Regions from separate parts of the Danio rerio genome. Here region 1 is linked to region 2. Evidence: chromatin contacts called from public Micro-C data. All regions are on one chromosome and are shown on one strand. The core of a region is the stretch at or near the end of the contact, and the rest is flanking DNA. Distances in the headings are between cores, read along the strand shown. Region 1 holds the start of rsu1 (Ras suppressor protein 1). Region 2 holds the start of steap2 (STEAP family member 2, metalloreductase).

Region 1 (3,149 bases), core at 66-2,565, 190 kb before region 2:
CAGCCGCAACTCAACACTGGGAACACCCACACACTCTCACATTCTCACACATACACTATGGCAAATTTAGCTTATTCAATTCACCTCTAGCGCATGTCATTGGATTGTTGGGGAACCCGGAGAAAACCCACACCAACACGGGGAGAACATGCAAATTCCACTCAGAAATGCCAACTCTCTCAGCCGGGGCTCGAACCAGCAACCTTCTTGCTGTGAGGCGACCGTGCTTTAAAATAAATTAGGAAATTACCTATAGAAACTTTAACTTTCAGCCCAAGGCTCTCAATATTTGATTTTTGGCCCTTCATAAGTAAAAGTTTGGGCACCCCTGTGATAGAATAACCAATGTTTTCATTTATTGTGCTTAATTATAAATTACATCATTCAAAATTCTAACAATCCAGAAAGTATTCATAGTGCATCACGTCCACACATATGGACAACACAATATCTATATCAAGTCATTTTAGCATGTCAAAGTCACATTTATTATAATAAAATATATTCCAAGCAAAAAAATTGTGGCTAGTGAAAATGGCAAGTGGCTAGTAATGTTGGAAATCTACTAGCAGCCACAGTGGCTAGTGATCAACAAAGTTAATGTTAAGCCCTGCTTCTTTACATGTGATTTTTCAGCTTTTTTTATTTTTAATAAATTTGCAACAGTTTTAAAAACTCCTTTTTCACATTGTCATTATGGGGTATTGTGTCTAAAATGTTGAGGAAATAAATTAATTTAATCCATTTTGGATTAAAGCTGTAACATAAACAAATGTGGAAAAAGTGAAGCGCTATGAATACCTTCTTGAGGCACTGTACATCATACATCAGTAAAGAATAATGTTAATATACAGCAATAAAAACACAACATCCACATCTAATCCAGACAAACGGCTCATATTCAATAATACGCTGGTGGTCTGCAGTGCTGGTGGTACAGTGAGTTCTTCAGGCACATAACTCGAGAGCACCTCATAAATCACGCACAACCTCCACACATACCTTCATTCCTGCTTTGATCAAGTGCAAGTGCTCATAGCTCTTTATGTGTGGATTCGAATAAAACACACACCTCCCGATACCCTCATGCCATGTCCGAAGGTTTCCGCTCTCCGCTGGCACATGCTCCAGAGTGTTAGTTAAAGATTTTACAACATAAACAAAGCCTTGGCCCAGGAATCCAGAACTCTCGCTCTGCAAAGCAAAGTTCACCCATGCTGAAGCATCTGTTGCCACTCACCAAATATAATCAAGCCTATAAATAGAGCCACTGTTTTTCAGACCCCCGAAGAAATGATCAGCCCTGCAGAAAACAGACACAGAGCGAGAGCAACAGGCGAAAGGAGGACCAGGATACTGTGCAGGGCGATAGGAACCCAAGCATTGCTCATGTCCTGCAGAAGGAGACGAAGAAGACTTTTATTGCTCTTCCAGCTTCTGTAGACGTCTGAATAATGTGTCTCCCTTGCAAGGTGCGTGATAGCTGGGGATCTGGGGGAGGCAATAAGACACCTGCTGGATTCAGTAATGTTATATTCAATCAGATGATCAGTGAACAAGATGGATAAGTACATTTTCTCTCATGTATTTTGAATGGTTTTTAAAGAAATTGAGTATATTTCTGGTTTATTTAACTACAGTTTAGTGTGCAATAGTCTTAGGCCGCCAGGTACATTTGTTGTTTTAGTGGGGCTATAATGACAACCCATTATATATTAATTCTTATTTTCTTTATTAAAATACAACCAGAAAATACAGGTTCTAGTTTTTATTCCTGGGTATAATTGTTTGACATATGAAAAAAAGAGTTAGAGAAAGATGAAAGAATGAATGAACTATACTGGAGTTTCTGTCTTGGTTTGATCTGCATTTCTGCAATTCTGTTGTCAGTATCGCCTGAATTGATGGGGTTGTGAATGCTGAGAGGTACAGACAGGTTTTAATTCGTCATGCAATTCCTACTAGAAGACATCTAATGTGTAATAGTTTTATATTTCGGCATGATGATCCCAAACACACTGCCAAAGTAATGACTTTATATTTGAAGAGATAAACAGCTAAAGAAACAAAGACAGTCACGAAATGGCCCCGACAGTGTCCAGACCTGAATATTATATAGGCAGTGTGAGATTCATCTGGAGAGAAAAGAAAGATAAAACAGGCTAAATCTAAGATGAAGAGTTAAGAATGCTGAAAAATGCTTGATATTAAGCAGAACATAACTTCAGAAAAGGCTCAACAAAAAAAGTTCTCAAGAGGTCACGTTAAACAGTCTTTTGATGAGAGTCTTTGGATTTTTATTATCGAGTTCAATGGCAAATACATCTAAGTGCCATGATTCATTCATTTTCTTTTCGGCTTAGTCCCTTTATTAATCAGGGGTCACCTCAGCGGAATGAACCGTCAACTTATCCAGCATATGTTTTATGCAGCGGAACCCCTTCCTGTTGCAACACATCACTGGGAAACACCCATACACCCTCAATCACACACATACACTACGGACAATTTAGCTTATCCAACTCACCTATAGTGCATATCTTTGGATTTGTGGGTATGAAGGAAATGCACGCAACAATGCTGTAAGGCGACAGCGCTACCCCATTGCCAAGTGCCTTGATATTTTATGTAATATATCAAATATTTCCTTGTTTTTTTAATTTTATTTATTTATTTATTTATTTTTTACATTTATTCATGATAGTTATTTGTGGTGGTATCAAACTTACTCATGTAGCAAAGAATTGCGGCAAAGATTTGTCATAAAACTGGCACAGCAGGCTTTTGTTTGGCTCTGGGATACAGTGGCCCGGGTTTCGCAGAGGTAACAACGTCTTTAGGGCAGCACACAAGACTTGGGCAAGATATCAAATGTAGTATTTGGCCCAGATGTCACAAATTGATATGTGGGCCACATAAGTTTGGCCTATGTTGAAAAAATACATTTAATATATTTTTGAGTAAAGAAAAAATTTTAGCAATTTGGTCGCTTCGAGAGGAATTTTAATTTTAAATAAATTTCATTGCAGTCGTGACACACCAACATCAGTTATGGCAGATAACTCTGATCTCACAAGGAAACGTAAGTACGTAAATTTTTTTCAGTTTAGTGGCTATTTCGTACGAGTTCAGTCGTACGAAAATGTACG
Region 2 (3,048 bases), core at 200-2,699:
CAATAAATCCAACACCCATCTATCTAACTCCTTAATAAATACATCCATCTAGCTACACTCATAGTCAGAGAAGCTGTTATGTGTGATTATTTGAGGTTTTTCATTAATCGGCTGTGCAGCCCATATAGCAGGGATTTTCATTTTAATGAATTGTTTCAATCCCTCTCACGTGAAAATGTCATCAGCTTTGGCTTAAAGGGGTTTTGTCCCAGTGTATTGCTCTTTTATTGTTCACCTGTGATGTGCAAATTGTGGCCTGACTAAAGCTTTAGACTGTGTTCGAATCAGAAAACAAGCTCATCTAAATGTTTATTGTCCTGTCAGTTTTCAGAGACAATTTCTGTCTGTTGTTCTGGTGTACAATTCAAATGCTGGTAAATTAATAAGCTGAAGTGAAGTACATATTAATGAGCAGATATAGGAGTGGCAATGTGGTGGCGCAGTGGGTAGTGTGTATATATATATATATATATATATATATATATATATATATATATATATATATATATATATGTGTGTGTGTGTGTGTGTGTGTGTGTGTGTTCATATTTACTACAATTGCCAATAAAATAAATATAGCCTACCTAAAAGAGTGAACTAAAAATGTGGAGTGGCAGATAAGGGGTTAAATGAGAAAATTAAATGTTGTGTATTCCAATATGATATAGTGTTTAAGAAAATTAGCATTACCTGTACTAACATCTCCTAAATCAGCATCTTTGCCTTTTTGCGTTACTGTATTGGCATCTTCTGTTTTGTGAGCTCGAAACAACGATGAGGTGATTAGGCTTTGTTGTGGGGCTTGAGCATACACTACCGAATTACCAGATCAACCCAGAGGTGTTTCCCATTGCAGAGGACTGTCTTCACACATCAGATCAGAGACAAGCTGCATCCCTCCAACATGTGAAAACAGAAAAAAAAACAAGAACGACCAATTATAATAAATAGTAAATCACAACGAGTCGGTACAGCAGTCCGGAAGTAGTCAAAATCGAACATATTTTATTTGTAAATTGTGTACGTTTAATAAAATGTCTGTTTAAGTTTTTATTGTTTACTTTTTAGCAAAAAAAAAAAACAAAAGACTGCTCATGTTGAGCATGAGAACATCACATGCTAACTGTTGTTTTTCTCAGCGCTCATCTAGATGGACCAATCACGTTCTTATGTGGTTATTAAATGAGTGCGATGGAAAATAGTATATTAAATATGTCTTTTTCAGCTTTGAGTCAGCTTAAATTGTTATATTAAACCGATTACACTCTCACATCCACATATATTTTTAATAAATCGAAAATCGTCCTGGAATTGTCATGTATTTCAGTGTAGAATTAATCTTTTTGAGCCTCCTCGCGCCCCCTAGAGGAAATAAATTGCTAAAACAGTCGCCGGTTAGTAAAGGAGATTCTCCGTATATACCACTTTTACGTGGGTCAGTGCAAATCAAACGGACGGAGGGCGGGGGAACCGTCACCGATGAGGGACATCTGATCGGTTTGCTTGATGGTGCCGCCGCAGATTCCATTACAGGTACCGTTATTATAACCTTGAAACGTTTTTTTCGCAATTACGTTGCATATCAGTCGGATGCGTCATGCTTTATTTTACCTTCATAACGCGTGATTTACAGATCAGCCTGTCTATGCTGTGATATAAATACATGGATGCTCTTTCTGGTGTTATGATGAATAAAGGATGATTTATGTTCTGTTGTTTTCATATTAGCATACAATCATTTTTGGCAAGTCACGTCGCATGTTTCAGGTTTCCAAGCATGTTAGTGTTGAAGAAGGATGCCGAATTTGATTCTTGACAGGAATAGTTTTATAATTTTTTAATGAGTTTTAATTTGGAGACACTTCATCATGGATCAACCTGTGGATCGAACATTTAGGCTAACTACTTTATAATGAAGATACGCAAATGATAATTTAAAAACTATTGAACTGAATTACACATTTGGTTTGTATGCCGAACAGGCACATTTCCCAGTCAGATGTCATACAGTAATTCATCCAGATGTTTAACTTGGCAGTTTTTTTTAGTTATCATTGTTCCTACAAACACGTTGATTTAATCAGCAAGGTAAGCTGTTGCTTAGGGCCCAAGAAAATCTGAGGGCCCCCACATAAATACCTAGAAGTATAAATTATACCAATAAAATTCATCATTTTCTATCATATTTTGTATGATGAGGATCTAAATAGGCTAACGTTATATACAAGTTTAACGTTCATTACACCTGCGCAAATGTGTTTCCAGCCTCACCCACGGAGGAATTCAGCTGTCAAATCAGGTAAAGATTTAGTTTTAAAAACGTAATAGTTAATATATCATTTTTAACTGTTCATTTTAATACAAATAACGTTTTACAAGATGCTTTACATGTTGTTACATTAAGATGCAAAATAATGTAGAAAAAGAGATTGAGTGATTAAAAAAAAAACAGCAAAATAAATCAATTAAAAATAAATTAAAGTACAAAATGTGCATTTTAGGCCCCACGGCCAGAATTGCTTAGGGTTCACAAATTACTAAATCCACCCTTGCCCACACATAATGACTTGACTACAAAATAATAAAAAATAAAACAGCAAAAAAAAATTTGCAGCTTATATTTTAAGTAATAGTATTTTTTGTTTTGCTTATAATTTGCTTATAATTTATTAAAATTATATATATGAATAATTTGTATTGTAATATTTATGTATTATAATCTATTCGTATTCAATTAACATTTTCTACTTAATTTTACTTTCAATAGTTTCAAATGCTTTGGTCATTGTGCCAACATGTTTTTGTAATTTCCTTTATTTTTACAATACTGTACATTTGAAGTACATTTGTAAATATATATTTTAAATACTGTTGTATTTGTATTACTTTGCAATGTAATTTATATTTATATTTCAAGGCAACAATTTTAGGTTTCATTAACCGTTTTATCTGATGTCAGTTATTGCATTATTTATCTACTATCATAGCATACATTAACATTTTTATTAGCTTTTATTTTTCAGATTAAATAAATAGGAATTCAAATAA

Evidence for each region. Hi-C and Micro-C count contacts between places; a contact is called where the count stands out from the background.
Region 1: a Micro-C map of caudal fin shows a contact between it and region 2, with 5 times the contacts expected there. The contact joins the promoter of rsu1 here to the promoter of steap2 in region 2. A contact is called at or near these places in 4 of 18 Hi-C or Micro-C datasets (caudal fin, embryo, hematopoietic stem cells and 1 more) and 2 of 4 datasets of contacts at active chromatin or transcription factors (caudal fin and embryo).

The regions. Positions count from the first base shown.
Region 1 is chr24:36,185,143-36,188,291 of GRCz12tu, reverse strand. It overlaps rsu1 (Ras suppressor protein 1), which reads left to right and starts at 1,315. Exons shown (of 9, transcript XM_021470373.3): 1 at 1,315-1,472. The coding sequence starts at 1,455.
Region 2 is chr24:35,999,635-36,002,682 of GRCz12tu, reverse strand. It overlaps steap2 (STEAP family member 2, metalloreductase), which reads left to right and starts at 1,449. Exons shown (of 4, transcript XM_073940973.1): 1 at 1,449-1,533. LOC100535932 reads right to left here. Exons shown (of 8, transcript XM_003201325.7): 2 at 826-889. The coding sequence starts at 851.